Regions from separate parts of the Danio rerio genome. Here region 1 is linked to region 2. The links are chromatin contacts, called in public Micro-C maps. All regions are on one chromosome and are shown on one strand. The core of a region is the stretch at or near the end of the contact, and the rest is flanking DNA. Distances in the headings are between cores, read along the strand shown.

Region 1 (6,639 bases), core at 3,762-6,261, 350 kb after region 2:
GTCACACCTATTGCTAAATATTACGATTCTTTTAACTAGTACATGTAACTTAAATTAAAATATCTCTAAATACCCATCACTACTGTCTAGTCAGTATTTTTTTTATTTTATTTTTTACTTACATTGTGTCGCAGGATGATGTCTTTAAGTTTAGAAGTTTGCTTTTGTTCCAGATCCGGGGAAAGGTACACCACAGGTCTGCTTAATAAGTTATTCTAACACAAACACAGAAGACAAATGTCAGATACTGCACCACACACAGATTTGCTCATGATGTTTGTCTTAGCTAAAGATCCAAACACAAATACCTGCATCAGCGTTTTCTCCACACAGCCCAGCATCTCTGTATTGCGATCCAGTCTGGATGGATTCTGCAGATCGAAGCGCCTCCTTTAAAAAAAAAAAACACACATACACAGAGTATGAGATAAAAGAGACATCATATTTATTGAAAGCTTAAATTTATTATTAGTGAGGGCTAGTGTGTTGACCAAAATATTGCATCTCTGTAAAACTGACATTAATATCTTAATATCAAATGTAAAAACATTCACATATACTATTGCATGCATTAACTTAAAATCAAAGGTGAAAGCAAAGACACCCTTACAAAAGTTTAACATTTCAGATACAGTGCTCGGCACAATTGAGTACATCCTATTTTAAAAATGAATATTTTGATCCATTTCTCGGTGAATATAGGCAATGTATTTTGGTGCATTTACACAGAACAGATTTATTAAATAGATATATTTAATAAAATAATATTTTAGTCAAAAAACTTATTTAGAAATTGAAAGATAATACAATTAAATTTAACAATTAAAAAAACATTTTTTCCCCTATAACATATACATTTGGGTATACAAGTTTTTGGACCGCCATAAGAAGTTATTTTGTTAGATAAGCTCCAGATTTGGCTTCAGTACTGACTAATCTAATGTACATGCACACATATAATATTGTACAGCTTCCTATTAAAATATGAATTTAAAAGATAGATTTGTGAGGGATGTGCTTATATATGCTGAGCACTGTATATGCTGCATTTTGAAAATTAGTTCAAAGCAAAAACATGGATGACAACTTAACACAATTTACATAAACATATTAAGAACAACACAACTGTTTTCAACACTGCAAAATCTGATAATTAGAATAATTCCTGAAAACTAAAATAACAACTGCAAAAAAATAAAAAATAAAATAAATAAAAAATCTGATGTTTTGCTCAGATTTGCTTTTATTTAATTTTGGGGGTGGTGCCAATTTTAGATCCAAGTGTGAACTGATCAAATGTTTTTAGTGATATAATATTCCTTCAATGAAGCATTATCCACATTTACATTTGTAATAAGACATGTTATACTGCTGGATTAGTGTTTAATGCAAGTTTATGCATCGCACATATTTTAATATTTCATCCACAACACATAACTCAAATACAGGAATCAGAGAGTGATATTCAGAGAGTGATTAGCTTTTAAGACATTTTTTAAGACCGGCAAGATTTTTTTTTTTTTAATCTTCCCAGTGTTTCAACTGGAATTGAGATTTTAACTTACAGTATGTTTACTAAATATTCATGTAAGAAACAAATGTAAAACTAAAACATTATTCATATCCTGAATAAAAATCTATTAAATCTAGCTAAATTAGCAGGTTGGTGCCTATAGAACTGCAGAAATAATGGTGTTGCCTTGATTACTGCAATAAACAAAGCAGCATGATGTCAAATCTAGCAAGATTTTATTGATTTCATAAACTACACAGCATCCTGATATTTACAGATGTAATTTAGGCACACTTTAGCATACAACTATACAATGTATTATCAAAAATTATATAAAATGTAATACATTGCATAATAGCAATTACGACTTTTTAAGGACCTTAAATTTCTCTACATTGATTTATCAACTTTTAATATTTTTAAGACCCTGCGGACACCCCGCATGAAGACTAGCTTTTAATGTGAACATCTTCTACACTTTAGTTTAAATCATTGTCATTTCAGAGGCATATACTCAGATATTTTTTGCCAACTGAAAAGTGGTTATTTTGCATGTGTATATTCCAGAGCTTAGAATGCTTTGTGCGCGCACATATGCATGTGATAAAGAGAGAACTGCTGAGTAAGAGCAGAGCTCATTAACATTCATCACCATTCCAAATATGATCAAACAAAACTTTCCATTGGGGTCATATCTGTAATTTTTAAATAAGGTTATAAAACCTTTTGATTTTTTTTTTTACTTCCTAAGTCACATATATGCTATGTAGTCATCAGAGACTAATTTAACATTTTGTAAAGACTGTCAAGACGAAATAATTTGTTGATCATTTTAATTAAATTATATTATGAAGATACTGCTTACCAGTGCAGCCTGTCTCTTTCCTGCCCTCAGTGATGCAAACGTGAAAATAAACGTGTAAAAAAATAAAAACATATTAACTGTCATTTTAACGTAATCAATTTATTTATTTTTGTCGTTTTTTCTTCATCTGAACACATTTAACTATGTCATAACTGCAATATTTACATTTCTCCTTAAAAGCTATAGCATGTGACTGTATGGGCTGCTTTTCGCTGTACTTTGTGACAAAAAAAGAATATTGAATGTTGTTCTGTGTCCATGATGGAACTTGCAGGCATATAGACTTGTCCCTCATGTCTCATTTCTGTCATATGTTACTAAGGTAAGCGGGCTGTATAAACGCGAGCGATACACTTATTTTAATACGTCTTATCATAATACTATGTAGGCACATTTATATTTTACAGGTCTAAAACTTTGAGAACAACCGTAAAGCATAACAAAATGTATTTCCCACGTAAAAAAAACTATCCAAAAGGTACGTAGGTCTATGTGTTTTTGCTGATTTTTTTTGTTTATAATATATAGCGTGGATTATAATATAATAAACCGAGAGAGTATATCTTTGTCATGGACCACATTTCTAAAAATAAGCTTGAAAAGTTGTCTGTACCAGGGTGGTACGGACATCACAGGCGAGCCCCCTGAAGGCACTGTAATCCTTTTATAGCCTAGTGTTAGCTTTTTCAATTCTTGCATTTAAGATCCAAAAGTGCTAAAAGTTGTATTTTTGTGTGAGGATTACATGTAAGTGTAATGAACCTATGGGAAAATCCTACAGAGATTCATATCGAGGGAACCAATTTTATGCTAGCAGCCGATTAGCCTACAAGGCGACGTCATAGTTCATGCACTGTATTCTGAAATAATAATACCAACCAGCCCTGTTCGGTCTTAAACTTGTACACTGATCCCAGTATGTGGCAGAGAGCACCTCCTGGCCTCAGGTCCTGAAAACACTTGGCCTATAAAGACAAAGAAACAGAGTTGAAAACAAATCCATGCTAATTACTTATTCTGTAAATCTGTTGTGCTTACTATATTACTATATTGACTCATTGGATAAATGTGCATATCTAAACTTGTCAGAGAAAGATAAGGTAAAATAATGACTCACGGGAAGTTTTGTAAAGTTTGGCTTATTTGCTCGACGACCAAAAGAATCTTCCTGAAACTGCAGAAGTTGGATGACCAGACCAGTTAGAGACTTGCATGAGGGAGCATCAGACTGCACATTCTTGGAGGGGAAAAACAACAACAAAATAATATTTATGGAAACTGGATATAGAGCTGCAACAGAACAATTTTCACAGAGGGACAAGTGTTGAAGTGCTTTCACTAAAGTTGTGTACACAGAGAAATATATTATACATTCAATGAATTAAGGTATGTGTTCCCTACACAGTAGATAACTTGGTGGAAAGGTATGACATGCCGCTATGAGGGGGGTGTGTCAATGAGGTCATGTAAACAAACACCTCTGACCACAAATTAGTTTTTGCAGACACAAAGTTGCTAGCACGCTGCTAACATAATCATCATCGTCATTTAAATGTCTAACGTTAGCGTTTTGGAGAACCACAAATATGTTTTACTGAATCAAATGGTAAAGTTGTGGCGTCTAATATAACGTTAAACAGAAGTTTGTTGCCAACATAAACCCAGGATGGGGATAGTCACTTCTGTCCTGTCAATTGCGTTGAGAAGGTACTCTGTTCATTTCACAACAGTTCATTTCTTTATTATTTTGGTCACACAAACAAAATACAGCCATATAAAATGATATTTTGCAGCCCAATACGTTAACGCTGGACAGAAAGTGGCAGATAAACAAAAGAAAATCTCAGGTAACCACATCATTTATGGGTTGCTCTTGCTAGCTCTCTGACCTTTTTATAATGCTTCCCGATCCAACTGCGAACCGTTTCCATCTGAGACATTATTTCCGGGTTCTCCCAGTATTTACAGCATGGTCCACCGTCCATTTTTCGGCTTATTGAGGTGCTACAACTGACTTGACTTGTCGTAAGTCCCGCTGCAGCCGATCCTTGCGTTTGTGCGGCCATTGTTTCATGCTAATTAGCCTCCGCTACCCAGAAGAACTGAAGACTCCACAGCTCCTCTAGCGGTTAGACCGAAAAAGGCGCCAACGGCACCTCTACTGCATACTTGATACGAGTACAGTAGGCTACACACAGTACATAGTATATGCTGTGTACCAGAACCACAGGCAATTAAATACAATTGATTAATTAGTCAAATAAAACGTTTATTTGAATTTGAAACACATTTTTACATTAAATTCGTGCGCGCGTGAGTATATGCTTACATTCAGACATAACGGATTAAATTATGTTTAATTGCTGTGCTAAAAGCTGCGAATGAACAGCTTCATATCGCATTTTTCAACCTATTCATTCAAAAAACCGTGCATGACGACTGCTGTGTCATCTTTTTAAACACTTGATAATCGCTGAACAGTTTTAAAGGTTAATATTTTTACTTTTAGAAATATATATTTTACAACAACATTCAATAAACCCACGGCGTGCGACAAAACGCCGAGTGTAAACCATAGACTGTAAAAGGTGTGAACTAGTTTTTAAAAAAACCCTAATTCTCTACTGAAGGTTGGGCTAATGAATGGCGCATGCTCAGTGCGAATAGGGAGTGCTGGAGACAGCCAACAGTGCAGCGAAAGGCAAGACGGGTGAAAAAGAGAAGCCCGTCTTGCTTTCGAAAAGGGAAAAATATACGCTAACGGAGCTTCGTCGTATGTTTTCGCTTCACACCCGGCCATGCTAACAACACAGCGATGTATTATTACTGCAATCGGAATAAAATGAGCACTAGTGCAGTCGGGCCTGGAGTGGAGAGTTGTGGGGCCGGGTGTCCGCATAGCGCCAGCCGCTGCTGCGGGGGAGGAGGCTGCGGTGAGACCGTCAGTGGTGACGGAAGCTCGGCCGCTGCGGCTACAGCCACCAGCGCTGCCCCAGTGCAGAGCTCAGACCGGGAGAGCAGCGTAGCCGAGGCCCAGGCGTTCCGCGAATGGGACTGTGCCACCTCCGTCGATGCGGATCTGGCCCAGAAAATGAACGAGGAGGGATTTTTCACCAACGGCGCTGCTTATATTACACGGGAGGGAGACGAGTGTGCGGATTCGGGGGAATACGACGGAGGACGCGGGCGTTTTTGTAGACAAAGCGCTGGTGCAAGCGAGGATAACAGCATTAATATTGATCACAATGGAGCTGGTTTGCGGTGTTTCATGAGCGCAACCACACGGAGGGACGAACGCAGAGCGAGCGCGAGACTGCCGCCGGTGCGAACAGCAAGAGTCCGACGAGGATACGCGGTGCACACCGGGACCGAGCGCGCGATGATGACAGCCGCTGCAAGGTGTGGTCACGGGCACTCCGAGCCCGCGGTCATCAAGCGTCGGGGATGCAGTTTCAACCGAACCTCCAAGAGGGTGTGTTTCTCGGGAACGTATTGCGGCAGCTCTGATGCCGCGGCCCGCGTTGGTTTCAACGGTGAAGCTCCCGAGAAGGGCTCTTCGAGCACTGCCGAGACTGTCAGGCGAACGTCCTCACGTCGCATCCAATGCGAGAACACGACTGGAGCTCAGAAAATGACTTTCGCATCGTGCGTGCCCGAAGAAAATACCAAGCTGCCCACATGCAGGACGGCGAAGGGGCGCGTCAGACTGTATAGGGTGCGCTCCTTTCTTGCCAGCTCTGCCAACCATAACAACGGGGTCAGCGGAAACGGTGCCCCTCACGATAGCCTCACACAGCAACTTTCTCTCCAGGCCCCTGAACCCGAGTATGACCCGCGTGATTGCATTAAAAAGACTCTGTCTGCCCACTTCATTAGATTCTCTCAGTCCGAGAGTGGGCCTCCTAATGGGACAGAGCCAGAACCACAGACGTGTGAGAGTGCAGGTGTGGGCATTGATGCAGAGAGGACTGAGGGGCCCAGCACGGAGCATATAGAGGCGGTGAGGGGTGAAGCCGAACGCAGGCAGGCAGAGCTAGAGGGTCGTACTGACCACCTCTGGAGGCGCCTGCAGGCCGTACAGGTGAAGCAAGTGGAGAGGCATGTGAAGCAGCAACTGAGTGGCCTATACAGGAGACCGGGGTTGAGCTGCACCAGGAGGCCTAGTGCTGTTTCCAGAAAGTCGACTGAGCTGAGCAGGCTCGCGCGCAGCTGTAGCGAGATCCTCCGGACTGCGGAAAGCGCTCTGGACTCGGACCACACA
Region 2 (7,583 bases), core at 3,469-5,968:
ACCGTGCCGCATGTGTGAGAACAGCTGATGGTGGCCATAGCAAAGCCAAACAGCAGAAGATCGTGAGCTCAAAAACACATTTAAATCAGTAAAGGACACAATATGTGAATAGCCCCATGAAGGTTTAACCTGAAAGATACAGTATAAGCACTGCATAATAAATAAGTGATTACAAGACGCGTGGGGCGATTACCACTTATAACACGCAATAAACATATATTTTGCAAACTTCACAAAATGAGGCAATGACTCAGAGAAAAAAGAAACTGGTCCATATGAACTATAACAGTTACTGACAAAATCCCTGTTAAAGTCTGACAAAGCTTATTCCTCTGCAGCTTATTCCTTTAATAGCAACCGGCCGGCAGCGTAGGTTATTGTATCCAAAATCAGAAAAATGACAGGAACAAACACATCACTAGGTTGGCTATACTGCGGTATTGTTGTGAAAATAAACTTTAACCCTTTATTCCCTCCAGTCGAATCTACATATGACAGTAATCGTTATCTTCACATCATGATCAGTCCCACAATCCCCCACGCTCCCCTAGCGTCTGAATGAAAAGCACTTTCATTTTTACCGGATCTGGAACTACATATTTGGTGATGTAAAGTAGCAGTGTCGATGGGTTTGAGCAAAAGATTTGAATCCAACACGATTCATTTATTCAACTCGAGTCGACTATTTATTCTGTCAGTATGCTCTTTCATTTTACTTCAGCATATGCATGTTAACATAGACTCGCTTTTAAATTAAGAAAGTAAAACCAACACCATTGTTAGGAGCTGATCATACTGAACGCGCTTTTACTTTCCAAAAACGCGAGGTGCATCACATTGCCTTTTTTGTTGGCAAGAAAAAAAAAAAAGCGAGGTGCACTTTGTATGTCACTAGGCAATGACTGAATCAGCTGCGTAATGTGTTTGAGTGTTGCTGTTGATATAATTTAAATTTTTAATTTATCGTTATATTCACAATTTGATTCATACAGCTCTGGATAACTCAAAACAGCAATCACAAGGGTCTCCTCCATCTTCAAAACTCTTTGTAGTTGTCTTGGTAACACAAACACTGATTTTTGACAAAGCCTTTGCTTTTATTTGACTGGAGAATGAAAAAGATGCAACTGATGTAACGCGCTTTTTCCGCTCAGAGTAGACTTTTTTCCATTGCGAAGTGCATGGTGCACAATGACAAAAATGGTAGGCATGCAGGGCGCATAAGCATTGCACAAAAGGCTCGCGGCCATTAGTAAACCATTTAAAAAAGGCGCCTCTCAATGCAAAAAGCGTGTTCGGCGTGATTGGACTCTTACTTGTTTTATGTTTTTCCAAGTGCTGAATCAGAGCTGAAATTCAGATATAGTTACCGACACAGGCTGTAGATGGTAAACTTCCACAACAAACTGAGCCATCTAACCAACACTTAAGCAGAGTATGCTTTTTAAAGGAGAGGTTTAGAGAAATTGGATCCTTAAACTGATGCAGATGATGTAACAATAGAGGTGATGCTGCAACGTACATTACAAGACAGGTCAATTGTTTTTGACCTTGGACAGATGTACAACTTTTAAAGCTGCTCTATAAGGTATGAAATGATGATTATCGTGCTTAAAACTAATTGATTGTGATGATTGTTCTGTCAGTATTGTTTTTTTTATTTCACTTCAGCATATGTATGTTAAAAACAGAACATGAAATATTTAAATTTCAAAACAAAAAAAATATTCTGGTAAAAATGAAACTTTTTCACAACAAAATTAAACTAAACTGTAAAAGTTGTATATACACCAAACAGAGTATGTATGTATTTGTACGACACACTTTACACTTCATGCTTTGGCTAGTAACCAAACCCATCTACATTTCCAGGTTTTATCATAATAGTGTTGACTTGGAATTAACACAATATAATGACAGGATTATTAACCAAAGTTAATACAAACTTCAACAACACCACTTCAAAACACAACAGTGTTAAAAACCGCCAGTCTATTGACTGGTTGCAATAGATCACAACCAGCTATCTATATAGACAATGTTTAAATTCTTACCATCAATATCATCATCGTGAACATTGAAATACAGGTACTCTAAGCCTCGTCCCTTCATGTACTCTTCTACACCTTGGAGTTTCGCAACCAGGGTGGTCTTACCAGACCCTACTTCACCTGTTAAAAGGTCATATTAACACAGAGATAAATATATTAAACATTTAGGAGATACATTTGGATCCTGAAAAATAAACTGGATATATGCATACTGAATTACTCACTCTCTGCTTTTACAACTACATGCAAGCATAAGCAAATAAAAACAACGGATGGACTGTACACTGTTTTTAATGTTCATAAAAGCATATTACTAATTTAACAAGATGAACTGATCCACAATGTAGATTTGAATTCAAGACCTGTAACAGATTACAAAATCTTTAATAGACATTTAGTCTATGAAATAATTATATTCTTGCAATTACTCAGTTTGTGCTGCACGCACAATATAAAAAAAATGCAATTGCAATATTTTGTTTTACTGCAATATAAATAGAATTTTGCTATTTGGAAAGATTTCATGAATTCAGATTGACTGGGGTGATCAAGTGTTTTTCTATGCAGAAATCTGCATAAAATATAATCAATATTTTTCATATGAGCAATTCAGCGTTATGGATGTGACATTTGCAGTGAAAACTCAAAACATAAATTCACAGAGAAAGTACAGTATATGTTAACATTATATTAAAACATCTGTTTATATTTTCCAAAACAAGTAACCACAGAATTACAGGATCATAAAAATATCAATATGCAATCATTTTTTATACTTTAAATGGGGGAAATAATCTTGCGTTATGGATGTGTCAAAAAAAAAAAGTCTGTGAGTTTTTTTTACACACTTTGTAAAAATTCTGTCAATTAAACTGCACAACTAAAAAGAAATTATGTTAATCAAAAGGATAAGAGCTGGCTCACTATAGAACAAAAATTATTCATTTTATTTTATTTGACATTTTTGCATTTATGAGGAAAAATGCCGTTATGGATGTGTTGTCTCTCCATTATATGTGACCGATGTAAAATTGCCACTTGTGTGACTTTGTCAATGTTTTCAAACTTTTATATTTGATTTACCAGAGACATTTTTGAGCATTTCTAAAGTACTGTAAAATACTTGTTTAAAAATTAAAAAACAAAATTGTAACAATCAAGCATGGAATAACATTGTCATCAATGTATAATAATGTTGTACAACAATATCTTAATCTTTAATAAATAATCTAGTCCTACAATGTGACAATTGCGAATATACACATTGGGATATTGATGTTCAAATGATTTATTGTTCAGACCTACTAAGAGTCAATAATAAGACTTTAGCAAAATAATGCTGAAAACAAAATATGTTACTAAAAATCAAAATGTATAATGCTATGTTTTCATTTTTGACAGGTGAAGTCTTAAATGTCCTAATCTATTATATTCAATTTAAATGAACAATTTATAAAATTAGATATTTAAATGCACACTTAATTTACCACTTTCGAGAATTTCTTCAAATACACTTCAAACACATTATGTATATTAGTATGCAAATTTGTAAAGAAAAAATACCTCACAATAATAATACAGTTTTATATTTGTATTAAATTCTTTTATCCAACAAAGTCTGTATGACAAATATGTCTGACGCCACCCATTGATACTGCAAACAAGAGCCAGTCACTGGCTGTGTTTAAAAAAACCTTGCGAGCTGCCTACATAGACAGCATTATCGTTTCTAAAAGACAACGAGACAGCACTTTCTATTCATTGCAAGCACATCTGCTTTGTTATTAGCATGTTATGTAGCAGTCTTGCATTTAGTTCTTCGGAACACTCCTATGGTGCTGTCTAGATAGGCAACACGAAAGCATTTGAGACACGTCCAGTGTCTGAGAGTGCGGATTATCTCTATTCACCCGACAGTGTATACCATATGCAAACCTTTATAACGGAATTTAATGTCACATTATAAAAATGGTAGATAAACTCAAAGGACAATGTTTTTAGAGCGAGCGGGGACTGACAGCGATGAATGTAACGTTAGACAATGACGTGTGCTCAATAACAATAAACGTGTGCTCAATAACACACTTAACGTACAATCACATCAGTGCACAGGCGGAGCAAGCGAGTTGTTACGTTCAAACCATTGCGTTTACTTAACGCTGTTATGTTGTTCAACGATAACCAGCCAGTGGATGCAAAACAATGGGATGCAGAACACACATGAAACAGCATTTTTGCGTGACAGAGGCAAGAAAAACACCCACCCATGACCACCACATTTTTTCCTGACGGCAATTTTGATCGTGAGCGCGTCGACACCTCACTCAGTATCGATGACCTGAACGCAGAGGAACATAGTGTGGCATTAGATGTTAAATCACAATGCTTTTAGAAACATGCATCAGTGAGATCATTGATTCAGGCTGGCCTGTGTACCTGCCCGGCTGGGGCAATTTGCAAGTTAGCCGCTAACAACTGTCACATGCTGCTCTGAGCCATATAAATCTGCGTTCTGACCATACACCCAAGATTGAATGGAGGATAAAATGTCCGGCTAAGCCTACCATAAATTCTGTCCATCCTCCTCCTCGGGGTTTTGGCTTTCGGAAGTGCTGTTATTTACATTTGTGCTAACCGATAGGAGTGTATTTCTGCCCGTCGTCGCCATCTTCGCAGGCTTGAGTGACACCCCTGAAAGAGCCCCGGATGTTTCGCACAGAACCGAGCGTTGCTTTTTTGCTGGGCGTGGACCATGGCGAGCCGCAATCACAGTCCCAAATCTCAGGTGAATAGAATAGAATAGAATAGAATAGAATAGAATAGAATAGAATAGAATAGAATAGAATAGAATAGAATAGAATAGAATAGAGCACTTCTAAAGAAATCTAAAAATCTTTCTAAATTGTTTCACAAAGAATTCTTTACATCTATTATCATTTTCATTGCTTAAAGGTTCTCAACAGCTTTAAAAATCAATACGTTTCAGATTCCTATTATTAAGGATTATTAAAATATTGAAATGTTATAAAAGGCTGGAAAGCGCTGGACGTCCAGGTGGGAGAGGTCACCAACTTGTGTACAGGCTGGCCCTTCAGGATCAATGCGAGGATTCGTCTGTCACTGTGGTCTTACAAGGATCAGTCTCATGCTCACCACTCCTCCATAACCATCACAGCAGTTGCTCAAAATACAGCCTAGTCAAGGATTATGAAAACCTCACATTCACATTAATGACCCAAAATTCACATTCCTTTGGCAAAGTCCCTGATTTACCAGGGGTCCCCCCAGCTGAATGAACCACCATTTACTCTGGAATATGTTTTATCCGTCAGATGCCCTTCTGGAAACACCCAAACTCAAACCACTCAAAGCAACCTTTTTAGTGTTAGGTGACGTGCATTCAACTGAGCCACCGCTCTGCCCTGAAATTAATCAAATACCACAGGCCTGTATAAGGGGGTTTGGGTTGTTCGATAGACCCACCCCTCACTGACAAAGGTCGAGAATTTGTCCCAAACATTAGCTCATTTATTCTATTTTGACTGCTATGTCATAATAAATTGTAAATATAACACATTGAAAAAAGCTTTAAGACCAAGCGGAATCCTGTGTCGGTCATTGGTACAGAACCTGGGACAACGAATTTGGCAGTTTTGGTGCCAAATTTAGTGTCTCAAATTCTGACTGAAGAAAGTTTAATGTGCTGGCCAGTTTGTAATTTGCTTTCACTGTCAGAAAAAAGGTACACAAGGGTATACAGATATCTTTTGTAAACATAACTTAAAAGAATATGTTTAAAGAAACTCATAAACATTAATTATTAAGTTCCATACAAAACAACTGATAAAACAAAACTAAACATTTATGACATTTTAATAAACATATGGTAAACATTTTCTGAAAAATACATTTTCATTATTGATATCCACACCTTTTGTTTTTCCCCCTATGCACATGAGCTAGCAAAAGTACTGCATATGCAAAGTGTTCATGCAAACATTTTATTATTGTAAAACTAATCAACATTGTGCATTTCTCGTTACAATACTTTTGCATAATTCTATTTCCATTTTATAATAAAGTTAATTAAAATACTTTTAAGTGATTAGAAAAGGTATTGTGTGAAAACTGGCAAACAAATTGTTATATTGTACATGAGAGAATGTATTTCTGTAACATTTTTGTTAACAGTGTTGTGAAAAATGTTAAGCAAAAACATAAATCTTTAATTTCTGTGTGAAGTATGTTTTATTCTTTATTGTAAATTGAAAATGTGTATTTACACAAAAAACTTTTATTATGAACTGAAACCTTGTTTAAAAATGTATTTGATGTTTTATATTTACTGATAATAAATTACAAATTTTGGATATGACAAATTTGTTTCTTTGTCTTAAGGCACAATTCTGTTGCAAGGTAGAAAAAAATTACTAATGTTTTGCTTCTTACACTTTACATACCTGAAACTTGCCTACAGCACTTATTCATTGTTGCTCTTATAGTTGTGTAAATTGCTTCCTTGTCCTCATTTGTAAGTCGCTTTGGATAAAAACGTCTGCTAAATGACTAAATGTAAATGTAAGGTACTGCCCCAGTGACAAGGGTTTTCACCGTTTTTTTACAACATTGTAACATTTTTTTCTGAGAGTGTAATAAATGATAATAGGCTACACTTTTTTGTTTAAAAACAAATTTCTATTTTCTCCTAATGATATAAAATGTAATAAATTAGTATTTTTAAAACAAGTGTTGTATATTTTTTGTATATATTATTGTATTATTTCTTAATTCTAAATCTTCAGGAAATGCTTTTGGTACATCAAAAAGTGTGACCATGTGACAAGCTAATCCAGTAAAAAAGTGCTTAAAATGCAGTATTTACACCTCATAATTAAATAGAAAATGAGGCGAATAACTGCAAAAAGGTCCATTTTTTGAGTAAAAAGAACCACCTCTTTCGTCAGGCTGCCTACGGACCTATACCACAAATAGTAATTCTATTCTATTCTATTCTATTCTATTCTATTCTATTCTATTCTATTCTATTCTATTCTATTCTATTCTATTCTTGTCAAGTCTCCATGAACACATATCTTTTTGTGCCCGAAGGAGCATATTATATCGCTCAATAAATTTTTTTCTACAGCGCATCTGTACCAAAAACATATACCTATTTTGCGACATGTTGTACCAAACTAAAAAAATATTCACCAGACAACCACACACTCAACAATTCACAATCAGTTTACTCGTCCTACTGGATTTGTTTAAGGCCAGACCCCCAAAAATCAAATACAACCATTTACTCTCACTATATGCCTGTATGGGGATTAAATGTAATTTGCAGAACTAACCGCCAGAGTGCAGGGTTACACTGTATTTGCGCCATGTACTTCCTCTCCAGCGTTGACAGTAGGACTAAACAGTGAAGTTAAGTGGAGTGCGCGCGCGTGCCCTGCTCTTATGTGGAGAGAGGATCCTGCAGGTCGGACTATCCATCACCTTTAACGCTCAACCCGATGGAGCTGCATT

The links. A called contact is a pair of places that touch in the nucleus more often than the background predicts.
Region 1: a Micro-C map of caudal fin shows a contact between it and region 2, with 4 times the contacts expected there. The contact joins the promoter of LOC100333241 here to the promoter of dync1li1 in region 2. A contact is called at or near these places in 1 of 18 Hi-C or Micro-C datasets (caudal fin) and 1 of 4 datasets of contacts at active chromatin or transcription factors (embryo).

What each region holds. Positions count from the first base shown.
Region 1 is chr19:21,632,906-21,639,544 of GRCz12tu, forward strand. It overlaps LOC100333241 (KAT8 regulatory NSL complex subunit 1), which reads left to right and starts at 5,012. Exons shown (of 12, transcript XM_073931618.1): 1 at 5,012-6,639. The coding sequence starts at 5,194. It overlaps smarcc1b (SWI/SNF related BAF chromatin remodeling complex subunit C1b), which reads right to left and starts at 4,463. Exons shown (of 27, transcript NM_001089367.1): 1 at 4,268-4,463; 2 at 3,496-3,615; 3 at 3,258-3,343; 4 at 309-390; 5 at 123-215. The coding sequence starts at 4,444.
Region 2 is chr19:21,279,237-21,286,819 of GRCz12tu, forward strand. dync1li1 (dynein, cytoplasmic 1, light intermediate chain 1) reads right to left here and starts at 4,719. Exons shown (of 13, transcript NM_001102428.1): 1 at 4,616-4,719; 2 at 4,316-4,389; 3 at 2,055-2,171. The coding sequence starts at 4,719. cpne4b (copine IVb) reads left to right here and starts at 7,515. Exons shown (of 16, transcript XM_003200571.7): 1 at 7,515-7,583.